Linked DNA regions of Mus musculus: region 1 is linked to region 2. The links are chromatin contacts, called in public promoter capture Hi-C maps. All regions are on one chromosome and are shown on one strand. Each heading gives the region's core, a stretch centred on a gene start, on an enhancer-like site or on the middle of the called end of the contact. The rest is flanking DNA. Distances are from core to core; before and after follow the strand shown.

What was found. Promoter capture Hi-C pulls out the DNA fragments that hold promoters and counts their contacts.
Region 1: a promoter capture Hi-C map of liver shows a contact between it and region 2, with 2.5 times the contacts expected there. The contact joins the promoter of Tnfsf9 here to the enhancer-like site in region 2. A contact is called at or near these places in 8 of 39 promoter capture datasets (the HPC-7 cell line, cranial neural crest, frontonasal cranial neural crest and 5 more), 3 of 115 datasets of contacts at active chromatin or transcription factors (bone marrow-derived macrophages, forebrain and pancreatic cancer cells) and 2 of 9 other capture datasets (adipose tissue and liver).

The regions. Positions count from the first base shown.
Region 1 is chr17:57,102,323-57,109,633 of GRCm38.p6, reverse strand. Tnfsf9 (tumor necrosis factor (ligand) superfamily, member 9) reads right to left here and starts at 4,249. Exons shown (of 3, transcript NM_009404.3): 1 at 3,774-4,249; 2 at 3,348-3,384; 3 at 1,877-2,593. The coding sequence starts at 4,202. The coding sequence ends at 2,130. Gm11110 (predicted gene 11110) reads left to right here and starts at 3,692. Exons shown (of 4, transcript NR_033508.1): 1 at 3,692-3,736; 2 at 6,150-6,284.
Region 2 is chr17:56,776,675-56,783,725 of GRCm38.p6, reverse strand. Rfx2 (regulatory factor X, 2 (influences HLA class II expression)) reads left to right here. Exons shown (of 17, transcript NM_009056.2): 11 at 1-119; 12 at 1,378-1,475; 13 at 2,822-2,971; 14 at 3,638-3,846; 15 at 5,734-5,887; 16 at 6,252-6,294; 17 at 6,652-7,051. The coding sequence ends at 6,764. Among named protein-coding and RNA genes, the nearest start is that of Prr22, 9.9 kb to the right of the region's middle. Within about 2 kb of position 3,260, at least 15 of the 459 cell types and tissues checked have an H3K27ac peak or open chromatin away from gene starts, as enhancers often do. A contact at or near this core is called in liver, where this site is marked.

The DNA.
Region 1 (7,311 bases), core at 3,000-5,499, 320 kb before region 2:
AGAGTTAAGAGGCAGAGAAAGGCAGAGAGAAGTAGAGAGTAGAGAAGTAGAGGCTGGCTATGGCCACGTGGAGAGAGGGGAGAAGGGAATGGGGAGAGAGGGGGCAAGCGGGAAGCAAGAGTAAGGGAGACAAGAGAGTAAGAGAGGGAAGAGGGGCCAAGCAGTTCCTATTATAGTGGGCCAACCTAACCTGGCTGTTGCCAGGTAATTGTGGGGGTGGAGTCTGGACAGAAGACCAACACTGCCCCAAATGATAAAATAGAGGGGGATTAAGGAAGACTTGATGCATGGAACACACACACACACACAAAAAAAGAGGGGGGGTCTGGAGGGGGGAGGCAAAGTCCTGAATTCTTTTCTTATGCAAATCTAGACATATATGTTCATTTATGCAGTAATTTATGAAGTGCTGGAATGGAAGTCAGGGCCTCCTTTGTCAGTCCCAGCCCAGCCTCTCTCACCTCAGTGAGCCACTTCTTTGCTGAATGACAGGTTTCTCAAGCTGTTCCACTGTCACCCCTGAAGAATACAGTAAAACCAACTTCAACACTACTGTTTCCTTTGGGCCTGACCTCAGGCTGTGATGTGACTAAACACGGAATCCAGATTGGGTGGGAGGGACAAAGGGATTTCCACTACCCTCTCATAGGCAGCGAGGTAAATCACCTGAAGTCAGAGCTAGGAAATACTGAAATGGAAATTTTTCAAAAATCTGTTGAGGCCCAGAGTGGCTGTGGGTTTCAAGTCTGGGTGACTCACACGGAGTGAGGAAATGCTTAACTTATCAGTTGAGTTTACAAATACACTGCCGGCCCCTGGCACATCAGCTTGGATGGTTGGGAGGCCTTCCTTGTGAGACCCATGCTCAGGCTCACAGAGGAGTAGCCCAGCCTCCGTTTGCTGGTGGTTGTTTTGTTGTGTAAGTAGCCCAGGCAGCCTTTGAACTCCCAAGGATAGCCTCTACCTTCCAATCCTGTGAATTTACAGAGATCTAGCTGATTTGTGGGACGTCTCTGTTTCTTTTTAGTTTGATTTATTTTGCTGTTTGTTTTGAGACAGGGTCTTGTGCTCCTGGTCTGTCCCGCCTTGAACTCCAGTTCCTCCAGCCTTCACCTGCAGTCTTCAGCTGAGGGACTTCTCAGTCCACATGACCACCGTTGGGGGAATTTCCTTAACAACTCCTCCTTCATTTATCTGTATCTATAATTGTATTGCTCCAACAGGTTCTGTCTCTCGAAATAGCACACAGAGTCCAGTACCGTCACATCAGAAATCACAGACTTTCACACTGGATGGTTGAGGTAGGGGGTTGTTTTGGTTTTGGTTTTTCGCTTATTCGTAGCTGGATTCCAAGGAACAGAGCCCTCTGTGATAAAGCATATGGGCCTCACATGCATGAGAGACTCTGGCTCTATCTCAGCACATCTGCCACCCTGTCAACTGAGCACTCAGGTATCAGGATGCTGGCCTGAGTTTAAGGCCAATCTAGGCTATATATGGACTTCTAGGTCAGCCTGGGCTACATACTTTCTTGTCTCAAAAAAGGGATAGTGGTACAGAGCCACTTCAGCCAATTATTTTAAGATCTGGTATAGGCACTCCCCTGGGGAATTCTTGGGGCCCAATGGCCAGACAGCCTTGCAGAAACCGTGAATTCCAAGCTCAGTAAGAGAACTTGTCTCAAAAAACAAGATGGAGAATGACTGAAGAAGACACTGAGCCAAACTCTATCCTCTCTACAAATACACACACACACACACACACACACACACACACACACACACACACGTATACAAAGACACATTCATAAATGAACACCATACCCATAGACATGAAAATTTAAAACCAGACAAGGAAAATAATAAAAGGCTTATTTACAAACACATTTATTTTTATATATTAATATAAATATAAACTTTGATTTAGAAATTTTTTTTTATCTAGCAGCTGCCCAGCAGTTTACTAATGCTATCTAGTGAATTATATAAAGTCTTGTCTGAGCTATGCTCAGAATAAATACCAAGTCCAGTTAAAGACAAGAGAAAGTCATGGAAGGGACCCCTGCTCAGACCCCATAAAACATAGCAGCTTGAGGACTTAGCAACTAGGAGTCACAAGAAGGATAGTTCTCATTCCCATGGGTTGTCGGGTTTCACAAGAAAGAGTCCAAAGCTGGTGGTGTTGGGATAAGACAGCTCCCAGTCTCTGTATGCATCCTGGGCTCCATGCAGATAAGCCCTCAGACCCACACTGAGGCGGTGGCCAGCCTTCAGGAGCAACAGTTGACTCCAGGAACGGTCCACTAACTTGTTCTCCATGGAGCAAGGGAACAGTTCCACTGTCAGGGCCAAGTTGTCAAAGTCATCTACCTGAGGCTTTGCTTGCAAAACAAGAGAGACCCAGCCCTGCACCTTGTGGCCTGTGTTTGTGAATGTTGGACTGAGCTTCAGTTCCAAAAATACGTAGTAGAGCCCGGGACTGTCTACCACCAACTCCTTTTTGTCTTCTTCGTACCTCAGACCTTGAGATAGGTATGAGCTCCCAGCTCCATCTTGGCTGTGCCAGTTCAGAGTTGTATTGCACAACGATGCTTCTAGAAAAAGAACACTGAGTTGCTGAGGGTTGCGGGGTGTGGGGGAGGGGGGAAACCATGGGAATGGGGAGGAAAGAGAGGAGACAAAACAGAAGAAAAGGAGGGAGGGGCCACCCAGAAGGGATACAATTTAAGAAAGTGGTTGTGGAATAAGAACGAGGCAAAGGGGCGAGGGTCTAGAGTGTTAAGAGCGGAGATGCACATGGACTCCTGGAAGGAGCTGAGTAAAGGGGCCACAAGAGGGGAAGGGGGAGAGGAGAAAAGAAGAGAGAGAAATCAGAGGAGTAAGAGAGGGATGAACAAAACTGGGAGAGAGGTGGGATATGGAGAGTGCAGGAAGAGAGTCATCTCTGAGGGCAAATAATTTGACAACTAAGACTTGACAGGGAGAGACTAGGGCTCGGGCTCAATAGGGTGCCTGAAGCCCAAAGGCATTCATTTATCCCAGCCCATTGGAGGTGTTGGCAGCAGGGCGGCCAGCCTCAGCTACATAATGAATTTGGAGGAAGCCTGGGCTACATGGGAGGGATAGAGGAAGGAAAAGAGAAAAGGAGATCTCCCAGAGTCAGCTGGGGGTGAGAATTCTCAATTCTCTGAAAACCTGGATGGGGTCCCAAGGATGACAGTTGGAGCTGTGACAGCAAGTGAGAAAGGCTGAGTAAGTGAGGGAGAGGGACATGACTAGAAGGTTGAACAGGTCCCCTTGTTCAACCTCCCTGCGGGACCCGCTGGAAATAAATCAGGGGGCACTCACGGTTTTTAGCCAGTAGCTTGGCGAACACAGGAGAGCCCTGGGAAGAAAGAAAAATAAAGGTAGATGGTACCTTACATCCTAAAGAAGCAGATAGGAACTCATACGGCCCAGCACACATTGGGGCGTCCAACTTTGGATGGAGAAGGAGAGCCCTGAAGGCCTAAGTGGGACTGAAGGGAACTGCGGTGCACCCTCGGGAGTTCTCCCCCAGGTTTCATAGGTTCATTCAAGGGGTCAAGACGCAAAGGGATTTCCTCTGAGTGCGAGATGGAGAGGGGGTGCTTCAAGCGGAGTAGCAGGAGCAGAGCGAGGCGGGGCGGGGCGGGGCGGGGCGGGGGTGGGGAGGAAGTGCTGTTCTCTCCCTGTCGGTGCAGCGATGCTTCCAGAAGGTAAGAAAGAGTCCCCTAGGGATGAGATGAGCCTCACCTGTTGTGTAGTGTTGGGGCAGCCAATGTGGGAAACAGGGGTGACCTGGTCTGCATTATTCTCTCGGGTACCCAGGTTGGGCGAGGTGGTGATTGTGAGCGCTGGCCGAGGCTCGGTGCGGGTGAAGATAGGAACACAGGCGGCGATCAGAAGCAGCAAAACCAAAGCGACTAGGCCATAGAGCTTTGGGTGGCGGGAACAGAAGTTCAGTGCAGGCGGCCACGCGGCCTCGCGATCCCGAACATTAACCGCAGGGTAGGCAGCATCCGTGGGGAGCGCGGCATTTGTGGGGCGCACAGTATCTGAGAGGAGCGCAGCGTCCGCGAGGAGCCCGGTATCTCTGAGGAGCGCCGCATCCGAGGGGCACGAAGTACCTGCTGGATGTCTGGCATCCGCGGTATCCTCCACATCAAGTGTGTGCTGGTCCATTACCACGGTCGGTCAGTGCACGTCTCCCGCCAGTGCCCGTGCTTTATAGGCTACCGAGGCGCCTTTTCCGGGGAGGGAAGGGAGGGAGGGCAGCCGCGGGGTTCCCGGGCTCCGCGCTCCGCCCCTCGACTCCCGGAACTTTCTCTCCTCCTCCCCCCTTCCCCTCCCCCTTCTCGCCCCTTTCCCCTTCCCTGTCCAGGCCCTGTGCCCGCCCGTCCTTCTTCCCTTTTTGTGTGTGTGTGTGTGTGTGTGTGTGTGTGTGTGTGTGTGTGTGTGTTTGATTTGGTTTAACACTGACACATTAAAGAGCTTTTTATATGATGGGAACCATGTGATATCGGAATCCATTCCCTCCCTGGCCTCTCCTGAATCCACAGCTCTGTCTCCCTTCTTTTTCTGTGTTCCCCACTGGTAGGTTATTTCTCCGCTGCTGATTTTCATTCCTGTTTTTCTGTCTCTCAAACTTCTGTCTCTCTCCTGATCTCTCCTGCTCCCTTTTTCTTCCAACCCCTAGCTCCCCATCCCTGGGACGCCCTAAATGCAGGGGGTTTTGTTGTTGTTTTGTTTTGTTTTGTTTTGTTTTTTGTTGTTGTTGTTTTGTCGAGGACTCTAGGGACATCCAAAACTGCCCACCCATCCCCAGCGGAATCAAAGAGACCTGCTAGGCACCCACTCACTCAGCCTCTTCCTCCCCAGGACCCCATCTCTACCCTGGGCCTTTCCTGGTGTGTCCCCACCCACTTTCTTGGGGCTTCCTGTTAGTAGTCTCTTAGGACTCCAGAAACAGAAGGCTGGAGAGTCCAGATAGAGAAATTCCCCCAGGCAGCGGACACATTTCCAATTTCCCATTCTTTCACTGTTCTTGCCTGAGGTAGAGGCAAAAGGGGGGGGCGCAGAGAAGACCCCCCAAAAGAGGAACTGAGAGATGACTGGCTCTGGGCAAACCTTGGAGACAGACTCCTCAATGTTCTGATCTGGTTAGATCTGCTGAGATGGCTCAGCCAGTAATAGTATAATCACAAGCCTGGTGGCCTGAGTTCAGTCCTCAGGACCTACATGGTGGGAAGAAAGAACTGACACCCAGAAATTTGTCCTGAAAGTGCCCTTTGACCACGACATGCATACCATCAGTAAACATAATTAAAAAAAAAAAAAGTACTGATATAACCAGACCATTTATCTCAGCAGGAAACAACAAGCTATAAAATGGGGAGTTGTTTGTTTCTACATAGGGTCTGGTCTTCGCCTTGCAGCCCTCCAACTCACTAGACAGCCTAGGATGACTCTGAACTTCTGACCCTCCCCAGTATATTGGGATACAGACACAGACAGGCATACACCCTCAAATCCAGCTTCTTCTGTGTTGGGGAAGGAGCGCAAAGCCTCGAGCTTACTGGGCCAAGATTCTTACAACAGAGACCCAGCCCAGGCCCCACCTGCTTTTTTTCCATACTGGGCATGGAACCTACTGAGCTCCCAGCCTGGGAGACGTGCACGGAGCCCCCTCTGGAGACACCAGCCACCCCTTCCTTCTGTTTTATTCCACATCAACTTCCCCTGGGAATTACAGGAAAACCCCAGCTTGGGGTCAGGGGAGAGGTGGGGGAGGTGGGACATTAAAATGACACAAAAGACACTTGGGTGATCTAGAAATTGAAGGTTCCACCCAAGGAGCAGCTGCAGGGCACCAGCGGTGACTCAGCTGTGGGAACTCTGGCCCTCACGCAGACAGTGGTCCAACCTCTCTCTGCTGGACACACACTGCTCAGAGTCAGCCCACACCTACATGACTCTCACGAAAAGGGACCCCTCAATGCCTGGACTAGTTTACCCCTCCCTGCCTCGGCTGCACAGTGAACACATTGTCTCATCCTCATTTGTATCCCTGCCATCATCACAGTGAGAAAAAAAAAAAGGCAGATGAAGACTTTCTCTCTCTCTCTCCAGCTATAACTTCTTCAAAGCCACAGTTTGAAGACTTCCACCTCACAGACTCATCATCCATGTCACCAGGGAACTGGAATCCTGACTCAGCTGAAAGTAACTCCACTCAGCCATCTTTCTCTCCTGCAGAGCCTGAAGGTGCTTTATTATTGGGGGGGGGGGGAATTGGTGGAGTTTCTGGACAGAAAACACACACACACACGGAGAGAGAGAGTTCATACCATTTAGAACAAGCCATGCATGGTATGCACCTGTGAGCCCAGCCTTCAGGAAGCTGAAGTTTGAAGGTTGGAGTTCAAAAACCAGCCTGGGCTACATGAAGAGACACTGTCTAAAAAAACAAAACAAAACAAAACTGGATGCAGGGGGTATGTATTGCACTCAGGAGGTAGAAGCAGATGGGTCTTGGTGAATTCAAGGCCACCTTGAACTACATAATGAGAATGGACCAGCCAGGGCTAAATAGTGAGACAGACAGATAAACACACACAGAGACAGACAGACAGACAAACAGACAGACAAGGGGGATTTTAATATTAAAATTAATTTGTTTTTGAACAGGATCTCGTGTAGTCAAGGCTGGCCTGACATTCCCTATGTAGTAAAGAATAAACTTCTAATCCTCCTGCCTCCATTTCTGGAGTGCTAAATTGACAGGTCCATGCCACCATGTCTGGTGTATAAGATGCTGGGGATAGAACTCAAGTCTCCCCCTCCCCCCTGGCTCACACACAAAGTCCACCCCCTGCCCCTTATTGCTAAGAAGAAAGATTTAGCATCTCAGGACCGTAGTGGTAGTAGTAGTAGTAGTAGTAGTAGTAGTAGTAGTAGTAGTAGTAGTAGTACCGTAGTGGTAGTAGTAGTAGTAGTAGTAGTAGTAGTAGTAGTAGTAGTAGTAGTAGCAGCAGCAGCAGCAGCAGCAGCTAGCTCCCAGATCCTGAGCCAATCTGTTTACAATTAAAACCACAGCCCACAGCCAAGTATTGCCTAAGCTGGCAGTGACAAGAACTGGGAGGAAAGCATCTAGATCTACAATAACGCAGATGACAGAACCCCACCCTCAAAGGTCTGTGGTACACCACCCCATGAGCTCTTTGTTTTTGTTTTCAATTACAGGCTTGCCACATTGCCCTGACCTTCCTTCCTCAGCCTCCCAAAACTGTGT
Region 2 (7,051 bases), core at 2,011-4,510:
GAAGCTCATCTCTCTGTGTAAATGTGAGCCGATCCTACAGTGGATGCGAAGCTGCGATCACATCCTGTACCAGACGCTGGTGGAGACCCTTATCCCAGATGTGCTGCGGCCTGTCCCCAGTAAGTGGCCCCATCCCGAGGCCCTGCCCCCCAGAGCCACCTCTCAATCCTGCAGTATCCCCTCACTTGCCAACTCCTCCCCATTCCTGACTCCAGGGAGCTCTGCCAGGCAGCAGGGTGCTAAGAATGGGCCAGAGCAGGTACCAGGCTTTCCAGAAGGTTCCGTGGAGCAAGGGCATCCAAGAGTCATCAGTTAGGAAAACCATTGCGACCACCTCAGATTCAATGGCACATCAGGCCATCTGTGGGCACCAGGGATGCTTGCTAGGAAAAATGGCCAAGACTGGCCCATTAAAGAGGGGATTACCCATAAAGCCAGACAACAGCCTTGGACCCACACAGGCCCTGCCCAGCTCAGTGCCCATGGTCCCAGAGTGGGCAGCAAAGCCAGCTTCAGCCTTCGCTGCACTCCCTGCAGGTGTGTGTGTGTGTGGGACTATTAGTGTCCAGCAGTCTAGATCTTTCTAAGTGCCCTGAGGAGCTTCCTGCTAGAGGTTAGAAACACAGAGAACTGTGGCCTTTCCTGGGGACCAGCCAGGGTGACATTTGAATCTCAGGAAGACAGTGATGTTGGAACATATTTTCTTCAAAAACAGTCTGAAAATAAATTAAAATTAAAAGGAAAGTAAGAGCAGTCTGATGACCCCAGCATGGTGGCTCATGCCTTATACTCCAGCACTGGGGAGGCAGAGGCAGGCAGGTCTCTATGAGTTCGAGGCCAGCCTGGGCTACAGAGTGAGTTCCAGATCAGCTATGTAGAAAGACCCTGTCCTGAAATCAAAATCAGAAAGTCTAAATTTCTTCTTAAGGCAAATCAGCATAAAATAAATTCAAATGTTGACAGAACACACTTTGTGTGTGCACATATGTGCACATATGTGTGTGCATGCATGTGTGTGCAAGTATCTGACCCTGATACTGTGGTTCTGGTGATGAATATGTCTTGATTGTGGCAGCTCAGGCAATTCCAGGTGCTGGGCAGTGTCCCTGGTCTCCTCACCAGGAGTTCCATCATTGTGCCGGCCATGCGTGTTCCCAGACAAGGCCCAGTGTCTCCTCAGAGCTGGGGACAAGTTTCTGCTCCCTGCTCTCACCTGGCACCTCCTCCCTAGGTGACCAGGGCCCCAGTCACCCTCAGGCTGCCACTTGTACCTCCATGGCACTTTCACCTGTCCTGATATCATGTATATGGCATGTGGTGGACCCACTGGGAGGGTGCTCACCCCACTCACCATGAGCCTCTGGTTCACCCCTCCAGGTTCCCTCACCCAGGCCATCAGGAACTTCGCCAAGAGCCTAGAGGGCTGGCTCATCAATGCCATGAGTGGCTTCCCTCAGCAGGTCATCCAGACCAAGGTACCAGCACATGTGGATCTGGGGGACCCCTTGGCTTCCCTGTGTTTCCCAGACCACTTTCCCTGCGTGTCTAGGAAAATAGGCCTCCCAGGATGCTGTGGGGGTAGGAGAGGAGCTGGCAGGGAGAAGACCATAGATGACCCTGGAGATGACATTTTTGGGACACTGTAGAGCAGACAGCTACCTTGGTTGGCAGGTGGGACTTTCATTTCCTTACCTGACCTGAGTCTTCAGTGTAAATCTGTGGCCCAGGTACTCTGGAACATGTGTACAGAGATGCTGGGGGCTGGGGCTGGGGCTGGGGCCACAGCTCAGGAGGTAACATTTGCCACACAGCATGACCTGAATTTGGACTCTGTCACTACAGAAAAAAAAAAAAAAAAAGGTTGTGCGTGGTACACACTGTAACATCAGCACTAAGGGTCTCGCCAGAACAGCCACTAGCCTAATCTGTAAGCCCTGCCTCAAAAAAGTAGAGTGCAGAGGCCTAGGAGGTGGCTTTGTGGGTAAGAAGAGCTCTTGCCACCAAGATCCCCTGAGGGATCCCTGGGACCCACATGGTGAAAGGAGAGAACCGATTCCCACACGCACCATCGCATTAAATAGATTAAAAACTAAGGCCGAGAGTGAAGACTCCAACTTCAACCCCTGGCCTCCATATCCCTACCCACACCCACACCCACACATAAGCTTGGTGGGTGTGAGGGTTCTCCATCCCCAACCCCACTCCCTGAATCTTCCAAGAACATCTCATTTAGTAGCCCAAAAGTTCTGTCTTCCAACTCATAATCCTCCTGCTTCAGTCCCCTACCCACCTCATCGGGATCGGAATCTTTACCATCCACTGAGGCTTCCCGAAGCAGGGACAACCACAGGGCCAGGAGGGAAAGCCCTTAGATGTGCTGTGTCATGGGCTCGCTGCCACCTTCACGCACCCCTGCACCCTCAGTCTGTATGGGTAGCCACTTGCCTAACGCAGCAACACAAAGGAGAAAGGGTTTATCCTGGAGCATATTTGGAGGGCACAGTCCATCATAGGCAGAGCCCAAGACTGCTGTACAGCCAGCCACTAGCTCAGCCAGTGGGATGTTCTCCTCCTCAGTTAGACAATCTAGACGGTTCCTCAGTGAGATGGGCACATGGGCTAACATGGTCTCTCTTCCCTACAGGGTCCCCCATCCTGCCCCTTCATCCCCTGCTATCCTGAGTCTCCACAGGCCTGCAGGGAGCAGGGTGGTGTGCATGCATGTGTACACGTGTGCAAGTGTGTGTGTGTGTGTGTGCACATCTGTCTGTCCATCCCCCATGCAGGGGCTTTGCTGACCTGTCACCTGGGTCCCTTGTAGGTGGGTGTTGTAAGTGCCTTCGCACAGACACTGCGGCGCTACACGTCCCTCAACCACCTGGCGCAGGCGGCACGTGCTGTGTTGCAGAACACGTCACAGATTAACCAGATGCTGAGTGACCTCAACCGCGTGGACTTTGCCAATGTGCAGGTGACTTGGCAGTGACATCCACTTGCTCTGCCTTGCTCAGGGCTGGTCTTCCCCACTCAGGCTGACCAGCAAAACACAGCTGGATGCAGCAGGCAGTTCATCCCTCCTTGGGCTGTATGTTTGCAATGGAAAGTCTGAGGTCTGGTCACAGCCCACCAACCACCTCCTACCGTGTCTGGATTCCTTTGGTAGCCAGTTTAACAAGCAATGCCCTCGTATGTTTGCATTCCAAATGCTCCCAGCTGCTGGACCTTGTGTGTCTGGCTCTGTCTTGCCAGAAAAGTACAAACAATTGCAGAGTTAAGGACAGCCCCTGGGGCTCCGAGGTCATCATTTCAGCAGACTGTGAGTCTGTGAAGCTCAGTGGCACATGCCTGTCATCACATTTAGGAGACTGAGCCAGGGAGATTGGGAGTTTTAGGCTAACCTGGGCTACCTCTTGAGACTTTGTCTATACACAATGAAAGGTAGAGTTGGGGTTCAGTGGGCAGAGCACCCTCCTAGCATGCACCAAATCCTGGGCCCCAACCCCAGCAACACATCAACCCTGGAGTTCAGAGTCATCTCAGCAGTTGGAAGCCAGTCAGGGCTACATGAGTTCACCCTGTCTCAAATAAATACACTAGAAGATCCCCAGGCCTGCCCTCACCAGCTATGCCTTTGCAGGAGCAGGCCTCGTGGGTGTGCCAGTGTGAGGAGAGCCTGGTGCAGCGTTTGGAGCATGACTTCAAGGTCACCCTGCAGCAGCAGAGCTCGCTGGACCAGTGGGCCAGCTGGCTAGACAACGTGGTCACCCAGGTCCTGAAGCAGCACTCAGGCAGCCCCAGCTTCCCCAAGGCTGCGCGCCAGTTCCTGCTCAAGTGGTCCTTCTACAGGTGAGCTGGGTCACCCCACATCCATGATAGGGAAGTGTCATCCCTGAGGTCCAAATACCCTCTGGGCCTCTAATCCAAAAACAGAGTGGGGCCATGTGATCTGAAGGCAGGGCTGGAGCCCACCATGGCCTCAGACAGAGATGCAGGAGCTACCAACACAAGTCCCTAGTGGGACCATCAGGAAAATAGCATTTGAAAATTCCAGGACAAGAGCTGGCTGCTCAGGGCCTTGCACACTCCAAGATATAGAGATGAGACTGTGGCCCCCAAAGTTGGAAACCTCAGTGGTAACTAGGGTTACTGCTGCTGTGAGGAAACAGTGTGACCCAAAGCAAGTTGGAGAAGAAAAGGTTTATTTGGGTTTTTCCTTCTGCATCATAGTCCAACACAGAAGGAAGCCAGGACAGGAACTCAAACAAGGCTGGAACCTAGAGACAGGAGCCAATGCAGAAGCCATGGAAGGTGCTGCTTACTGGCTTGCTCCCATAGCTTGCTCAGCCTGCTTCTTATAGAACCGAGGACCACCAGCCCTGAGAGGTCACCACCCACAATGGGCTGGGCCCTCCCCCTAAAAAAAAGTCCTACAGCTGGATGTCAGCCCAATTGTCTGGAGGCATTTCTCAGTTGAGGCTCCCTCCTCTCAGATGTCTCTGGCTTGTGTCAAGTGGACATGAAACTGGCAGGACAGAGCGGCAGTTCCGAGTGTGGGGCTGGGCTGATGTTACTGCCCAAGAGGGAGTCCAGTGTTTGTGTGAGGCTTCTCACAGGGCTGGCTAAGGCCTAGGTCAGTCTGGTCCTTAAACTCCAGTCACAGCTGCAGAGTGACCCTCAGTCACATGCTGTCACAGGAAGCTGTTGATTGAAGCATTGTGTGGGAGGGAATCATAGAAGAAAGCCTGAGTTTTCTGCTGTATGGTGACTGCAGCATGAGCCTGGACTACAGAATGAGACCCCCATACACACACTCCCACCCCTTCAAAAAAGAGGGATTACAAAATAAAAGAATAAAAACAAAACAAATTAAAAACACAGAAGAGCTCACGTGACAGCCTTCACTTGTGATGTCAGTTCTGACTTGGGACAGGAGGCTCTGCTCTTGCAATGGACTGAGATTTAATTCCCAGCACCTAGGTAGTGGCTTACAACATCTGCAGCTCCAATTCCAGTCAGTTGGCCTCCTGGGGCACTGCACCTGGGGCACTACCACAGGGCAGCAACATGGTTTTTTTTTTAAAGTGTGTGTGTGTGTGTGTGTGTGTGTGTGTGTGTGTCCATGTGTGGCATGTGACTTTAATCTCAGCTCAGCACTCTGGAAGCAGAGACAAGAGGATTTCTGAGTTTGAGGCCAACCTGGTCTACATAGTGAGTTCCAGGACACCCCAGACTGTGTAGAAAGACTTTGTCTCGAAAATAAATAGGTATTAAAGAAATCAGATGTATGTTTTAAAAGAGCTAAAAATAGGGGCTGGTGAGATGGCTTAGTGGGTAAGAGCACCCGACTGCTCTTCCAAAGGTCTGGAGTTCAAATCCCAGCAACCACATGGTGGCTCAAAACCATCTGTAATGAGATCTGACTCCCTCTTCTGGAGTGTCTGAAGGCAGCTACAGTGTACTTACATATAATAAATAAATAAATCTTAAAAAAAAAAAAAGAGCTAAAAATAAAGCAAAAAGCACTGAGATGTACTGCGTTGTACCCACCTGTATCCCCCTATGTCCCTGTGTATGTCTGGGAATGGGTGGCCATCCCCTGCCTCTGTGGACCTGATGACCTCAAGCAGGCAGCCATTGCAGTGCTTGCAGGCTCAGAGCATCCCAGAGGAGCCAGGCCAGTACCCCAGGCTCAGTTCCAGTGATGGTGCCCATTCTCTGTCCCTGTGTCCCCAGCTCCATGGTGATCCGTGACCTGACCCTGCGCAGTGCTGCCAGCTTCGGTTCCTTCCACCTCATCCGGCTGCTCTATGACGAGTACATGTTCTACCTGGTGGAGCACCGTGTGGCCCAGGCCACCGGGGAGACGCCCATTGCCGTCATGGGCGAGGTGAGGCCAGGGTGATCCAGAGGCCCAGATCCACCCAGACACCCATATAGTAGCTCAACAACTAGATGTAACTCCCTCTCCAGGGGAATCTATTGGAACCCAGCGCCACCTTCTGGCATCTGTAGGTACTGCACACATGTATATATATATACACACACACACACACACACACACAATTTACCTACTAAAAAGGCAAAGAACTGAAGCCACAGGAAGACTCGTGCTCTGTGGGAGCCATCTGGGGGACCTGCAAGAGCAGGGGTTCAGCCATGCAACCCTCTCAGAGTCCAGCCCTTCCTAGTCACTCACCTTAGGGATTCATGACTGTCACCCTGCAAGCCTGTGACTCTCCCTTCCCTTACAGTTCAACGATCTGGCCTCCCTGTCACTGACCCTGCTGGACAAAGGTGGGTGTGCCCTGGTTCCCAGCCCCCTTGCACAGTATCTATAAGAGGTACCATTGTGACAGCCTCTGTGTTGGGTTGAGGATCCCAGGGACTAGTGTGCAGGTGGTGGGAGTCCTGGCAACTGGGCATGGGCTCCAGTGACATCCTGTGGTAGCTTAACAGAGTGTGAGGAGAGATTATCACTGGCCAGTCTGGGCGGCTGAGGCCAGTGGCTAGTGACCACTAGAGACCCAGGTTAGAAGCCCAGCCTGTTGATGAACCCAAGGGTGACCAGGCAGGACATGGGGGCAGATTGACCTGAAGAAAAGGCAAGGCAACTCTGTTCATAGTGGCACCTCTGTCCCCTTATCCCTGCAGAGGACATTGGGGATGGACACAGCAGTGAGGCAGATGTGGATGGCCGCAGCCTGGGTGAGCCCCTCGTGAAACGGGAACGGAGTGACCCCAGCCACCCACTGCAGGGCATCTAGCCCCTTCCCTGGGCGTCTTCCACGTGCTTCCGGAAGGCGTCACCTGGCCCTCTAGGGACCTGGACTCTCAGCTGTATCACACTAGTGCCTCTTCAATGATGCCATGTTTACTGTGACCCAAGGTGGCATGGGGTCCCCACCCACAGGGTGCCAGAGACTGTGGGCAACTAAGATGGTCACTCAAGCTGCCATACTCTGCTAAAGTGGCCCTGACCCTGGGCTGTCCCCCAAAGGATACAGCAGCCTGCTGTGTGTATGTGAGTTGTGGGGCACATCCCCAGAAATGT